Regions from separate parts of the Mus musculus genome. Here all the other regions are linked to region 4. The links are chromatin contacts, called in public ChIA-PET maps. All regions are on one chromosome and are shown on one strand. Each heading gives the region's core, a stretch centred on a gene start, on an enhancer-like site or on the middle of the called end of the contact. The rest is flanking DNA. Distances are from core to core; before and after follow the strand shown.

Region 1 (2,700 bases), core at 158-2,657, 900 kb after region 4:
GGGTAAATGGCAGTGGCTAGATAAGGAGCAAGGAGACGCCTAATGACAACGTCTTTCTCCCTTGCCAGCCCTCCCTTCACCAGAGCTAGGCTATCAAGGATCAGCCTTGTATGGGCCTCAACAAGGCCCAGACCCCCAGTGGTCTGTCTGATAACACTTACCCAAAGGCTAACACTGAGAACTGTCTCCCATGTGTGCGTACGTGTGTGTGCGTGTGTGTGTGTGTGTGTGTGTGTGTGTGTGTGTGTGTGTAGGTTGGGGGGAGCTGGGGGGAGGACGATATCACACTAGCTCAGGTTTCAGGGGTACAGACCCCCCATCTACCTCCATCACATCCAGGGGTCCAGACCCAGCCTTCTTCTCTTAGACCTTAAGAAGTGTAAGACCTCAGTTCTCCTCCCTTAGACCCAGGAGTCCAGACCAGCTCTCTTCTCCCACACCCAGGGGTGCAGACCCCAACCTTTCTCCCTCACACCCCAGCTCTCCTCTCTTCTTCACACCCCGGGGTGGAAGATGCCAGCCTTCCTCCCTCATGCCCAGGAGTATAAGATCTCCTAGCTTTGCTCTCTAACACTCAGGGGTGTAAGACCCCAGTCCCCTTCCCTCACACTCAGGGGTGCAGACTCCAGCTCTCTTCCCTCAGATCCAGGGGATCAGACCCCAGCCCTCCTCCCTCAGACCCAGGGGTCCAGACCCTAGCCCTCCTCCCTCAGACCCAGGGGATCAGACCCCAGCCCTCCTCCCTCAGACCCAGGGGTCCAGACCCCAGCCCTCCTCCCTCACACCCAGGGGTGCAGACCCCAGCCCTCCTCCCTCACACCCAGGGGTGCAGACCCCAGCTCTCTTCCCTCAGACCCAGGGGTGCAGACCCCAGCCCTCTTCCCTCAGACCCAGGGGTGCAGACCCCAGCCCTCCTCCCTCACACCCAGGGGTGCAGACCCCAGCTCTCTTCCCTCAGACCCAGGGGTGCAGACCCCAGCCCTCCTCCCTCAGACCCAGGGGTGCAGACCCCAGCCCTCCTCCCTCACACCAGGCTCCCCGTCCCTTCCCTGCTCGGTGGAAGGCCCCACTCACCTTGCAGCCCAGGAACCACAACATCTCAGCGTGCAGAACCATGAGTCCGATGCCAGTTCCCGCCAGCACCAACGCCCAGCCGGCCACCCTCTTCTCCTGCTCCAGCAGGCGCTTTCTCCGTCTCAGGGCCCCCAGGCCAGTCACCAGCTCCCCGCCCATGGCCCCTGAGGTCTTGGGGCTCAGCCAGCTTCCTGCCCAGGGTCCCCCACCTCTCAGTACGCAAATGGCAGCCAGCTTGGCTTCCAGGCCAGCGGCCTGTTCTGCTCACTCTGGGACTTTTGCTGGAAGGCACAGCCTAGCCCTGTGCCCTCTGGGGAGTGGTAACTGCAGCAGGCAGGGCAGGGCGGGGAGGGACGGGGAGGTCCCTGGGTAGGGGGAGGCTGGCTATCCCATTCCCTTCTAAGACTAAGGAGGGGCTGGGGTGTGTCTTGTGGTCCCGGGCAAGGAAGAAGAGTTCATCCACGTGGGCAAAGACACACTGACACAATAGGTTGTGACTCTCCAACCGTTTGCACTCTGTGGTACACACCTAAAACCCCCACCACACCCAGACACCACAGAGCACCCTATGACAGACCGGAGACGGAGCCCAACACACCAGCACACACCACACAACCTCCACAGAAGTGACTCACACTCCTGAAAGTTCAGAAACCCACAGCCACACCCAGACACCACACACACACATGGTGTGACACACGCCAGCACTTAGCAGGGCAGCAGCGTCCCATTGCACACGGGGCCACCCAAAGGTTGAGCTCACGCAGTCACACATTCAAAGTGGGGCGGGGGAGGGGCTGGAAAGTCAGGCACAGCGAGTGAAAGTGAGCGCTCCTCTCCAGAGGAGTATAACTTCCGTTTCTAGCACCTACTTGCTGGGTGGGTGGCTTGAAACCACCTGTAACTTCAACTCCAGGAGATGACGCCCTTTTCCTGGTTTTTGGGAGCCCCTGACACATGTGGCTGATATTCACATACATGCATGCGCATAAAAAAAAATAAATCTTAAATGATAATTTTTAAGTGGGACCAGGGATGGAGTGCAGCTGTTAGTGGGCTCCTTTGAATCACAGACTCTCTGAGGTAGATCCCAGCATGGCATAAAGTGGGCAATGGTGCATGCCTGACTCTTGGTACTAGGAAACTGGGGCCAGGAGGATCAGCAGGTCTCAATCATTGTCAACTATGAGTTCAAGGTCTGCCTGGGCCACATGAGACCCTGTTTCCAAAACCAAAACCAAGTAAAACACTATAATATTCTACGATACAAAGAGCTAAGCATCAACGACCACACGGGACATGTACCAGGAGCCACACAAATACACAGCAGGTCTGAGCACACCAATTTGTAAGAATCACCAGGCACAACACACATGCGTCAACAGACACACAAGGGGGTGTGAATGTGAAACACAGAGAGATGCCCCATATGTGTAAACACCTGTGGTGGCAGACACTGTCATCCAGCGCCCAGAAAACAGGAAATGCACACTAGCTCACATCATTGTGTGTGGGACTCACACACACACACACACACACACACACCTGACATTGATCCTGACATACACTGGTGCACTTGACACTCTGCATACCTTAGCACAGAGAACAGTCAATGGAAGTGTGCAA
Region 2 (2,700 bases), core at 155-2,654, 630 kb after region 4:
AGCAAAAGCGGACTTGGTGGTACAAGCCACCAGGTGACTCAGGAAGCTGAAAGAGGAGACTCACAACCAAAAGGGCCTGTCTGAACGTCATAGTAAGTACAAGGGCCGAACTGAGCTATTCAGTAAGACCCTGTCTCAAAATACAAACTTAAAGGGGGCTGAGGAGCCAGCTTGGCGGGGAGTGTTATCCGGCATGTTGTGTGCTGGCCCTGAGTTCAGACCACAACTTCACACAGATGCATAGAGAGGAGAGGCCCTGTGTCTGACTTGGGGGAAGGCGGGATTCCTGAGTAAGGGGTCTGGAAACTTAGAGGCTCTAAGGGTGGAGTCTGACTAGGAACCTCGGTGATCCCTTTCAAAGGAATCGTCTCCACTAAATAATAATCTGTGTTGGTGGGTAAGCATTCCTACGGGGAGTGGGGGAAAGTGGTAAAGATGTCTGTCCTGTACAGGTTGCGACTATCAGAGCACGCCAGTCACACACACACACACACACACACACACACACACACACACACACCCCACCCCCTACTCCCCGCCTTTTGTCTGTCTACCTGCCTAAGCCCGTTGAAAGAAGGGAGACTCTGTGCAGCAGGGTCTCAGTGAGGGCTGAAAGGGAAAGGCGTGGCCAGAATCTGAAAGGTCCCTAAGGAGGCGGAGTTACACTGTAGGAGTTGGGAAGGGGTAGTCAGGGACCACCGGGTGGGTAGCACTTACTGGTCTCTACCGCTCCCACGGCCTCGGTACAGACGTCCACCCCGGGACCACATTTGACTGTCTTCATCCTGTGCGGAGAGCATCCATCGTCCGCCTTCTGCACGCAGCTGTAGCACTCCAGGGCTTGCGCTCCTGCGGGTGAGGACCGGGTAGAACCCAGGGTTCTTTGTTAAAGCCTTCTCCCCACAAAGACAACGTCTTTCCCAGTGGCCTCTGTCCCGGGGTGAGATGATTCTAGTGTGCATCCAGAACAGCATTAGAAGCCCTCCCACAAGTTTCAGGGTGCAGGACATACTGACCCTTTTCCTTCTACCCCTTGCGCCTGCATTGGAGCTTTCCCCTCTCCTGGCTGCCTTTGCCCGAGGGAGGGGATCCCAGCCCCTATCTTAGAGTGGGGGAGGGGGTGCCCCTCTCAGTTGCCTACTCAGTGTGGGATAACTTCCTTACAGTCCCTCTGCCCGGGGCAGAGACAGCTGAACTGCTTTTGGCTGTGTTCAACTTTTCTTAAAAGATTTTCTGGGAAGATCTGGGGAATTATCTTCCTTAGGGGCCCCGACTCTACCTTCCTGGCAACACACCCACCTTCACACAGCAGAAGCGGCAGCAGCAACAGCCATCCGGTGGTCCACATCACTGGCTGTGTATCTCCTCTCCTGGCGGCATCCATAGCTGTGTCCTGCTCTCTCCGCGTCCCCCCTGGGTGTGCCACCTTCCAACCCGGGCCCTCTTACCTGAGCCTCAGATGAGTAACCTACCCCGGGGCAACCCTGGCCTTGCCCAACCAGGCCAACTCAGCGTCCGCTGTGGGGCGGGCCCGCCTCTAGGTGCGTCACCCACAGGGAGAGCGGCCCCTGCCCTGTGCCCTTGCCAAGGAGGGAAAGGGCGGGAGTAGAGGTTCCCTCCAGTCCCCTGGATAAAAGTTTGTGTGTGGGTTTCAGAGGCAGAGGGAGTACCGGGGCTCAAAGAGAGACAGGGGCATTCAGGGTCTGCTAGGGTTCTGAGCTTATGTGGTGTGCCTGCCTGCCTGCCTTCGCCTGGGGATTGGAGACCCTGAGGCAGAACCACTGTCTGTCTTCGAAGAGCTCCCAGACTGATGGAAGATACAGATATTAATTAAATAATTGGGAAAACTGTTATTTACAAGTCAGGCTTAGTGACTCATGCCTGTAATCACAGCACTCACTGAGCTGAGGCAGGAGGATTGCCATGAGTTTGAGGCACGGCGATTCCAGGCCTCACTGAACTACAGAAAGAGATCTTATCTCAAAAAGCCAAACAAACAACTCGGTTATAACTTACAAGAGATTAAGGCTCTGGAGGAACATGCATAAAGAGCTACAAGCAGAGTTGGAATTGAGAAGTGAGTGGATTTTTCAATATTGGTTAAGCTGGGAAATAATATCAGGTGTCTATTGAGAGGTGGTGAAAAAGATATTTAGAATCAAAATACATTGCATACATAGCTGGAAGTCTCAAAGAATGAATAAAAATTGAAAACAAGTCTTGAACACCTATTACGTGCTGAGCACTGCAATAAGTCCTTTAAATTAAAAAAAAAAGTGGCTGGAGAGCTAGGATAGTGCCCTAGGTAGGGGTCAACAGTGGAGTCCCTGCCTAGAATCCCCCAGTGAGGGGCTGGGAGCATGGCTCAGTGGTAGAGTCCCTGTCTAGAATCCCCCAGTGAGGGGCTGGGGGCGTGGCTCAGTGGTAGAGTCCCTGCCTAGAATCCCCCAGTGAGGGGCTGGGGGCGTGGCTCAGTGGTAGAGCCCCTGCCTAGAATCCCCCAGTGAGGGGCTGGGGGCGTGGCTCAGTGGTAGAGCCCCTGCCTAGAATCCCCCAGTGAGGGGCTGGGGGCGTGGCTCAGTGGTAGAGTCCCTGCCTAGAATCCCCTAGTGAGAGATCAGATAATCTTAGGGTTTAGTAGTAGAGCACTCGCCTAGCATGAATGAAGCCCTGGGTTCCATTTCCAATATCGTCATAAAT
Region 3 (2,700 bases), core at 96-2,595, 660 kb after region 4:
CTCAGTTCCTTCTTCTGGCGCTGTAACTCCTTCACCCGCTGCTCCATCAGAGCCACGCGAGTCAGTGCCTCCAGCTGCTGTCCTCGCAGCCGCCGCGCTGCCCCCCGCAGCTCTTCCCCAGAAGGGAGGCATGGGGAAGGTGTGGCTGGAATCTGCGCGGCAGGCGTAGCCTCGGGCTGAAATTAGAGAGGGTGTGATGAGAACAAGTCTCGCCCCCCTCAAGTCACCAAACAGGTCTGGTCCCACCCCAGTAGTGCCTCTGGGGGTCATGAGCTGCCAAGTTCAACTACTTCCTTTCGGGTCCGAATGGAAGACCGTGAAGCGGGGAAGCCGGCAGGTTCTGAACCCATCATACAAAGCCACTATGCTCTGAAGCTGAACTAGCAGAGCTTGCTTCCTTTTCTTTCCTTCCTTCCTTCCTTCCTTTCTTTTTTCTTTCTTCCTCATTTCTTCCCTCCTTTCCTTTTCTTCTTTTCCTTTTTCCTTTCTCCCTTCTCTCTCCTTTTCTTTTTTCTTCCTCCATTTCTTCCTCTATTCTTTCTTTTTTTTTCTTCCTTCCTTCCTTCCTTTCCTTCTTTCTTTTTTGTACCTGAATGCTAGTGGAAATCAGAAGATTCTTGCCTTACATCAATGAGGGTTCTGGGGATCGAACCCAGGTCGTCAGATTTGACAGCAAGTGTCTTTGTACACGATGAGCTCATCTGTCCCTGAGTCTCAACCTCTTGGGATCTCTTTCTCAGAGTCCCTGGATCGCTCTTCTTCCCCCCACCCCCACCCCCGTCCCTCTCTCTGACTTAGACTCTTCTATGTTGGCATTTCTTTTTGTTTCTCTTCTGGGTCTGTGTGTCTTCCCTGTGTCTCTCTTTTAGGTCTATGTCTCACTCCCTGTGTCTCTGTCGTATCTAGTTTCTATGTTTCTACCCGAGTCTCTCTGGCTTCAAATCCAACTTTGTCTAACAGGGTGTTTCTGCCTGTCTATGGGTACTCTCCTTGACTCTGGGTCTCTGTCTAGTCTCTCTCTTTATGTTCTTCTGTGTCGTCTTGGGTGTCTGTCTGTCCGTCTGGACAGCCCCCCCGGGGGGATGATCCCTCACCTCTTCGCGGCAGCTCTCGGTGCTGCTACCTTCTTCCACTTCTTCCTCTTCCTCGGCCTGCCGCCCAGCTCCGGGGCAACTTGGAAGCTCCGCTGGGACTTCGGGCTCCTTGTGCTCTTTGGGATCCTCGGGGTGCCCCTGAGGCTGCACAGCCCCTTGAGGCTGGACCTCGACGGCGCATTCCGAAACCTTTGGAGACGAGGAGCCCTCCTCTAGGGTGCTGGGTGTCCCCATGGCCGCTTCGGATTCCTGTGGTGTGGGCGTGGTCAGTTTCAGAGGCGTGGTCTGATGTTTGTGGGCGTGGTCTAGAGCGCGTTGAGCTTGCCCAGAGGGCGGAACCTAAAGGTTCAGAGACCAGCTCTGAACATTCCGCGGGCGTAGATTTCCTGGGGACCCGCTCGCGACTGGGGAGAGGCTGTCGGCTCCGAAGGTGACACACACACCTAGAGGTGGGAAGAGAATTTGAGTCCGGGGTCCTAACGCTCCCCGTGCTGGGGCGTCGCACGCTGAGCCTTCCCTTTGCTCCATGTGTCATCCCTGAGCCCCTTCTGCAGCCCTCTCCAGTTTCCCGGATTGCCTCCAAGAGATTCCATCTCCTCTACCCTCTCGGGACTAGCCCGGCTCTCCTCCTTGGAGCTCCACAGTTGGGTCCCGAACCACCTGTAAGGAATCAGCGTCCGAGGCTCCTCACCCCAAGATCCAGAACTCGGGGCTGGCAATGTCTACCTCTCCGGATATGCCTGGGGCCCCAACGCCTCCGTTCCTTCCCGGGAGGAGGTCCTCGTAGGTCGTCAACCTTCTTTCTGGCTCTGCACTGGGCACTGCCGCTCCTGCGGCTAAACAGGTGGCTGGAAGGAGGGAGGAGAGAGAGGCCGCCCCGTCCCCCTCCCCAGCAGCCCGGAAGTGGAGGGGGGGACAACAGGTCCGACAGCTCTCCTGGGAGGAGGGAGCCAGCAGCCTGCCCCGCCCGCAGCCCAGGCACCCAGCCATCCCGGCCCCTCCAGCCCCACCCAGAGAGAGCCCAGCGCCCAGACCTCCCACTCAGCCTCCGGTGCCCCTGGAGGGCCGGGCTTCTTAGCCACCTGCATACAGCAGCCTCCCTAAGGCCGAAGCCTAGGAAATCCTCAAAGGAAGATAGGAATGAAGATGGGGGCCTCTCCCCTCTAATAAGCCCTTTGGAAGGGCCCTGACCGGTTTAGGGAGCCGGACAAGGGGAGGGGGTATCCCGGGCTGAGTCAGCGATCTGCCCAGAGACAGAGTGTGCCCCACGCGCACACAGTTTACTATGGGGTGGGGCACAGAGGTTAAAGGTCACAGCCAGACCCTTTCCTCTCTGGGCAGAAACAGGAAAATATCTGGTATGCAAAACCCGACTGTTAGACATCAAGAGCTGTGCAAAACATTTGACACACCTCAGTGTCATACCACACCACAGCCCATAGAAAAAAAGAGATCGACCGTCTCCATTGTACAGTTGTGGGGACCGAGGCTGAAGGAAACAAATACACCTAGGATCTACAAGCATTCTAAATGACTTTTTTAAAATTATTATTACTTGTGTATGTGAAAGATAGTGCAGGTATGTAAGTGGCACCCAACATGTAAA
Region 4 (2,700 bases), core at 26-2,525:
ACCACCTCTACCTTATTTTCTCAGATACTAGGCCCCCTCCTGTTACCCCCCCCCGCTGGTCACCCCCATTTATTTATATCACCTATTCCTCCTATTCACTCTTCTGTCGGCCATCTCTAGACCTCCAAATCTGACACCTCTGCCCATCGCCTCTCTTTATCACCCCCTCCAACTCGGTCCCCTTCCTCTCCCTGTCACCCTGATCTAATCCTGTTACCCCTCCATTCCTGTTATCAGTACTCTCCCCTAGTTGCTCCTTTTCTGTCACTCCCCACTTCCTACCACTTCTTCCACTCTGTCACCCCTTCCCACACCATTCCGCCCACCTCTTTTGCCCTGTACCCCTTTCCCGTCCCTGCCACCTGTCCCCTCTCGGCCTCCAGCTCCCCTCCACCCCCACGCAGTGTCAGCCCTAGCCCCGCCCTTCACCTCGGGCTCCGCGGGGTTTCGGGGCGGGGGGCCGTGGCCCCGGCTCAGTCCGGTCCGGTCCCTCCCCGCCCCCCCTCCGGCTCTCCCTCTCGATTCTCCCTTTTTTTTTTACTCCAACACACAAAATGGTGAATGGACCTGCAACAGCTGGAGCAACCAGCCAATAAACGGCCACAACCCCGGTGACCGGCGCCAACCTAGACCAATAGATATTCGCTGTCTAGTCGGCTCCGCCTATCATCCGCAAGCGACACTTGCTACCACCAATTGCGCTCTTCCGGCAGCGCCAAGGGGCGGGGTCAAATTCCAAGACCGGCCTCCCTCCGGGACCGACACCAACCTAAGCCTACGACTGCCTGATCTGCCTAGAACTCTACCTTACAACAAGTAATGGACACCTCCTTTAACCAATTAACAGACTATTTATATGCCGAATGACAATTACAGTACCCAATCACCATCCATCTTAAGCAAGAAACCACCCCCTGCGAGGGACAGTAACCAATAAAATGAAGGGAGGCGGGACTAAAGGATATGCCCTCCAATAAACAAGCTCGAGAGGCGTGGCCCGAGGGTTTGTTGACCAGCTGAACGCAATGCCTGCTGGGAATAGTAGTCTTCTTCTGTATCCGGCCCGTAGTCAGAAGCATAAGTCAGACTACAACTCCCATGTGACAGAGTGCATGGAGCTCCAAAGAACCCGGGCGAAGAGAAAAAGTCGGAAAGGGCAGCTCCTCCTGAGTCTCGCTGGACACTGGGAACATCTTAGACCCAGGGCCCCGACTCACCCGGATTGCTGGCTCTGGCGTCGCCAGTGGCTCCTCGCTGAGGCGGCTGTAGCGGCACGAGGGGGAGGTGCAAAGAGCAGCCAACCGACACCCGCGAGCCCCGCAGCCAATCAGCAACGGCAGGGGCGGTGCAATGACCTCACCGGTTCTACTCTCTTACCCCTCCCCCACGTGGTTGTTGGTGCTGGTAAACCAGAGTAGAGAAGTTTGGGGTAGGGGGATGGGAGGAGAACTAGTGATGTCACCTTTCCTCTGCATGATTGGCTGTCGGGTGGCCGGACTACGGCCAATCAACAGTCTCAAAAAGTCTGGCGCGGCCCCGCGGAAAGCCCTGTTGCCACCAGAAGGAGAGAGGACCTGCGGTTGTAGGGTAGCGCGCTCTGCAGTACTGGCAACCCGCGTGGCCTGTGGCCGTGATGTCAACTCCAAGACTTTTTGATTTTAGGACGGCGCACTTTTCTGATCGCACCCTCCAATCTCCAAACTTTTCTTTTGCGTCACTTCCTGGGGTTTCACACTTCATTCCGAAGGCGAATAGCCCTATGGCTTTTCACACCTGAGGAAAGATGTGTAAAAATCTTGGGGTGGGTGTCACACCGGAGGTGAGGAGAAGAGCATGTGCCACATACCCTCTGAGGCATAGACAGCTGTTGCCCCGGTGCCGAGTTTACACCAGGTGTGACTATCCCTAGCTTCAGTCTTCCCATCAGGTTTCCCTTGGATCAAAGGATAATGGAGAATGGTGTACTCCTCCTCTAATGAAGGTTTCTCTTGCATATGATGGATACTCAAGACTGTAATAGTGAAACACACACACACACACACATCTGGTCTATTGTAGCACATCTTACTGTTGGTGCTGGTTAGTTTTTAAGTTGACACAAGTACCAAATCCTGACATAGAGTGAACCCCAATTGTCTCCAAAAGATTGCCCTGTAGGCAAGTCAGTGCAGTACTATCTTAATTAGTGGTTGGTGTAGGAGGGTCCAACCCATTGTGGGTGGGTGCAACCCCTGAGAAAGTGGTCCTGGGAAGCAGGCGAAACAAACCATGGAGAGCAAGCCATTATGAAGGGTTCTTGCATGGCTTCCCCATTGAATTCTTGCCCAGAGTTCCTGCCCTGACGCCCCTTCAGATGGGCTTGATGAAATATAAGTTGAGATAAACCCCTTTCTCATTGAGCTGCTTTTAGTTATTCTGCTTTCCTTATGCTTGCACTATGCTCTGTAAGAGAATGTTCTGGGATATATGGCTGCTTCACATAGGACATGCAAAAAGCACCCATTATCTATGGCACTTACAGTGAGGCAACTTCTCGATATCTACAGGAAGTTCCCACCGTGCCGCAGACCCTATTGATCCCTTGTCTGCATGGAACGGGTCTCTAGTCTCAGGTGGGCAAGGAGTCAGCGGGAATGGATGGACAGACTCAACACAAGGGAGTGTGGATCTGAATGTAATTTGTCAAATTGAGCATCAAAC
Region 5 (2,700 bases), core at 197-2,696, 810 kb after region 4:
TGCCCATCAGATATTTACATGAAGATTTCTAACAGTTGCAAAATTACAGTTATGAAGTAGCAACAAAAATAATTTTATGGTCGGAGGTCACCAAACTGTGAGGAGTTGTATTAAAGGATCATAGCATTCGGAAGGTTGAGAACCACTTTCAAAGACCCACCTCAGCCCCCAAACGTTTGTCCCACCCCAGGACCGAAGTCCCTCCTGCAGGTCTTCACCTAGGCCACGTCTCGCCAATGTTATAGCCCCCCGCCTCAGACTGCCCAGTTTTTTTTTTCGTTTTTTTTTTAAAGATTTATTTATTATTATGTGTAAGTACACTGTAGCTGTCTTCAGATGCACCAGAAGAGGGCGTCAGATCTCATTATAGATGGTTGTGACCCACCATGTGGTTGCTGGGATTTGAACTAAGGACCTTCGGAAAAGCAGTCCGTGCTCTTAACCACTGAGCCATCTCTCCAGCCCCCGACTGCCCAGTTTCTAATCAGAACTTTTGCACCAGCCTAGCCTTAGTCTGGCCCCCATTTCCCAGACAAGTTCCAGGAACAGAAAGGCTAAGTAACTGTCCTGAACCACACAGCCAGTTTTGACCCCAGGTGGCAGCCCCACTCCAGGGTCCCCTCCTCCCGGGGTTGGATTTCACAGTAAGAACTGTCCTGTCTGAGCCCCGAGATCCGGTCTGCAATTTAGAGCCGGTCCCTTTGTGCCAGATATCCTTTCTTCAACAAGAGCCCCTCCCCTTTGCACCCCCACCCCTCCCCCCTCTAGCTCCCAGACCACCCAGGCCCCGCCAGAGATCTTTTCCCACCCCATTAATCATCTCCGGTCTCCCGCGGACTAGAGAGGGCTTTCCGAGTTATTCACCGTGCCAAACCCTGACTCAATTCCTTCCCCATTTCCCTCTACTTTCTCAACACCATTTCCCCCGCATTTCCTGGAGGAAGAAGGCTGAGGACATAACATAGTAAAAGACAAGTGTATTCGAGGGACAGGCCCTGGGCTCCCGCTGAACTCTGTGGACCTTTGAGATGTAGACCCCTGAGCCCCTGTCTTGTCCCAAAGTGGGATCCCCACACAGACCAAAACACTGTGGGGAGTGGCTGTGAGGTCACATGTCCAGTTATCATTCAACCCCTAGCTGTGAGGCTTTGGACCAGCTTCTTAACCTCTCTGTTCCTCCGCGTCCTCCAGTGTGCCAGGCACTGTGCACCAGGGATCAGCGTTTACTAAATGAATGCCTGCGGGAGTCTGACTGTGCCACGTGGAGCCTGAGAACACACCCGGAGAATAGCTGGATAGAAGGGTGGAGCGCTGGGCCATCCTCCTCTAGCTCACGCCCGGTGCCACCACGCAGCTCTTACCTGGGACACAGGTAGTCGCCAGCAACAGCAGCAGCAGCAGCCGCCTTGGGAGTCCCATGGGTTCTTCCTTCACCTCTGCTCTAGACTGACCGAGGGGAAGAAGACAGTTTTGTGACCCTAGGGCTCCTCCCACTGTTTGCTAAAGAGTGAGTCAGCTCCAGGGGTTGCCTCGCCTCCCCCCGCCCCGCCCCCGCCCCCCCCCCCCAGCCCTTCCTCTTCCATAGTTCAAGAAACTCTGCCCCTTCCATACATAGTAAGATGCAGTCTCAAAAAAGGAGGGAGGGAAAGAGGGAGGGAGGAACGGAGGGAGAGAGGGAGGGAGAAGGAGGGATGAGGGAGAGAGAGAGAGAGAGAGAGAGAGAGAGAGACTATGATGGAGAAAGGAAGACAACCAAATAGCAAGGGTTAGAATCCTCTCTAGCCTTGGCTATTTCTTACCAATCAGAGTTTATGTTTTCAAAGTTTGTTTTATTTGAGTTTCTCCAGAGAGAGTCTTGCTATGAAGACCAGCCTTGAACTCAGGAACCTCCTGCCTCAGTCTCCCCCGAGTCTGGATCATGGGCACGCTACCATCCTTGGCCGAGGCGGTACAATTCCATGTAGGGAAATCATGTGGAACACTAACTTGCCAAACTAGAGGGCAAAATTCCTTCAGCTCCTGACCAAGGACCTCCTGGGTACTGGGCACTGTTCCAGGAACTGGAACACAGCAGGAAACACAAGGACGCCACCCTCTGCCATTACGATGGGGAGGATACATTAGTTATCTAATCTCTCCCATCAGTCGGAAACCAGGGGAAAAACAAGTTGAAAGAGGAACAAACTGTAGGGAGAGAGGTAAATGGCTTAATTGCTTTGGGAGGGTGATGCGGAGGGCAGCCAGGAAAGGTGTGCAAGAAGTCTAGTGGATTCCTACAGAAAGCCTTTGAGGGAGAGGAAAGAGTCATCGCAAAAGCCCTGAGGGCAAAGAATCACTCAGAGCGGCTCAGTGTGGCTGATGAGTGGGAACCAGAGAGAGCAGAGAGCAATGAGTAGCACCCGTACAGTAGTGATGTCACTGCTGTGAGTACCGAGTCACTGAAGCCTGAGCTGGGAAACACGGAACCCAAGGTCTCCTGCAGGATTGACAAGGAGTCTACCACTGAGCCACGCCCCCAGCCCCTCACTGGGGGAGGCTAGGCAGAGGCTCTACCACTGTGCCACGCCCCCAGCCCCTCCCTGGGGGATTCTAGGCAGGGGCTCTACCACTGAGCCACGCCCCCAGCCCCTCACTGGGGGATTCTAGGCAGGGGCTCTACCACTGAGCCATGCCCCCAGCCCCTCATTGGGGGATTCTAGG

The links. ChIA-PET counts read pairs in DNA pulled down with a chosen protein or histone mark.
Region 1: an RNA polymerase II ChIA-PET map of memory CD8 T cells shows a contact between it and region 4, with 16 read pairs. The contact joins the promoter of Kcnn4 here to the promoter of Cic in region 4. A contact is called at or near these places in 2 of 115 datasets of contacts at active chromatin or transcription factors (bone marrow-derived macrophages and memory CD8 T cells).
Region 2: an RNA polymerase II ChIA-PET map of memory CD8 T cells shows a contact between it and region 4, with 6 read pairs. The contact joins the promoter of Lypd3 here to the promoter of Cic in region 4. A contact is called at or near these places in 1 of 39 promoter capture datasets (cranial neural crest) and 1 of 115 datasets of contacts at active chromatin or transcription factors (memory CD8 T cells).
Region 3: a contact with region 4 is called in an RNA polymerase II ChIA-PET map of memory CD8 T cells, with 8 read pairs. The contact joins the promoter of Phldb3 here to the promoter of Cic in region 4. A contact is called at or near these places in 4 of 39 promoter capture datasets (cranial neural crest, liver, neutrophils and 1 more) and 1 of 115 datasets of contacts at active chromatin or transcription factors (memory CD8 T cells).
Region 5: a contact with region 4 is called in an RNA polymerase II ChIA-PET map of memory CD8 T cells, with 13 read pairs. The contact joins the promoter of Plaur here to the promoter of Cic in region 4.

What each region holds. Positions count from the first base shown.
Region 1 is chr7:24,368,970-24,371,669 of GRCm38.p6, reverse strand. Kcnn4 (potassium intermediate/small conductance calcium-activated channel, subfamily N, member 4) reads right to left here and starts at 1,407. Exons shown (of 9, transcript NM_008433.4): 1 at 1,075-1,407. The coding sequence starts at 1,233.
Region 2 is chr7:24,635,274-24,637,973 of GRCm38.p6, reverse strand. Lypd3 (Ly6/Plaur domain containing 3) reads right to left here and starts at 1,404. Exons shown (of 5, transcript NM_133743.1): 1 at 1,300-1,404; 2 at 718-849. The coding sequence starts at 1,384. Gm26550 (a long non-coding RNA gene) reads left to right here. Exons shown (of 8, transcript XR_881891.3): 1 at 1-92; 2 at 750-855.
Region 3 is chr7:24,609,973-24,612,672 of GRCm38.p6, reverse strand. It overlaps Phldb3 (pleckstrin homology like domain, family B, member 3), which reads right to left and starts at 1,345. Exons shown (of 15, transcript NM_001102613.1): 1 at 1,095-1,345; 2 at 1-176. The coding sequence starts at 1,328.
Region 4 is chr7:25,266,274-25,268,973 of GRCm38.p6, reverse strand. It overlaps Cic (capicua transcriptional repressor), which reads right to left and starts at 1,275. Exons shown (of 21, transcript NM_001302811.1): 1 at 1,218-1,275. It overlaps Gm45974 (a long non-coding RNA gene), which reads left to right. Exons shown (of 3, transcript XR_001778066.2): 3 at 577-641.
Region 5 is chr7:24,461,229-24,463,928 of GRCm38.p6, reverse strand. It overlaps Plaur (plasminogen activator, urokinase receptor), which reads right to left and starts at 1,446. Exons shown (of 7, transcript NM_011113.4): 1 at 1,362-1,446. The coding sequence starts at 1,419.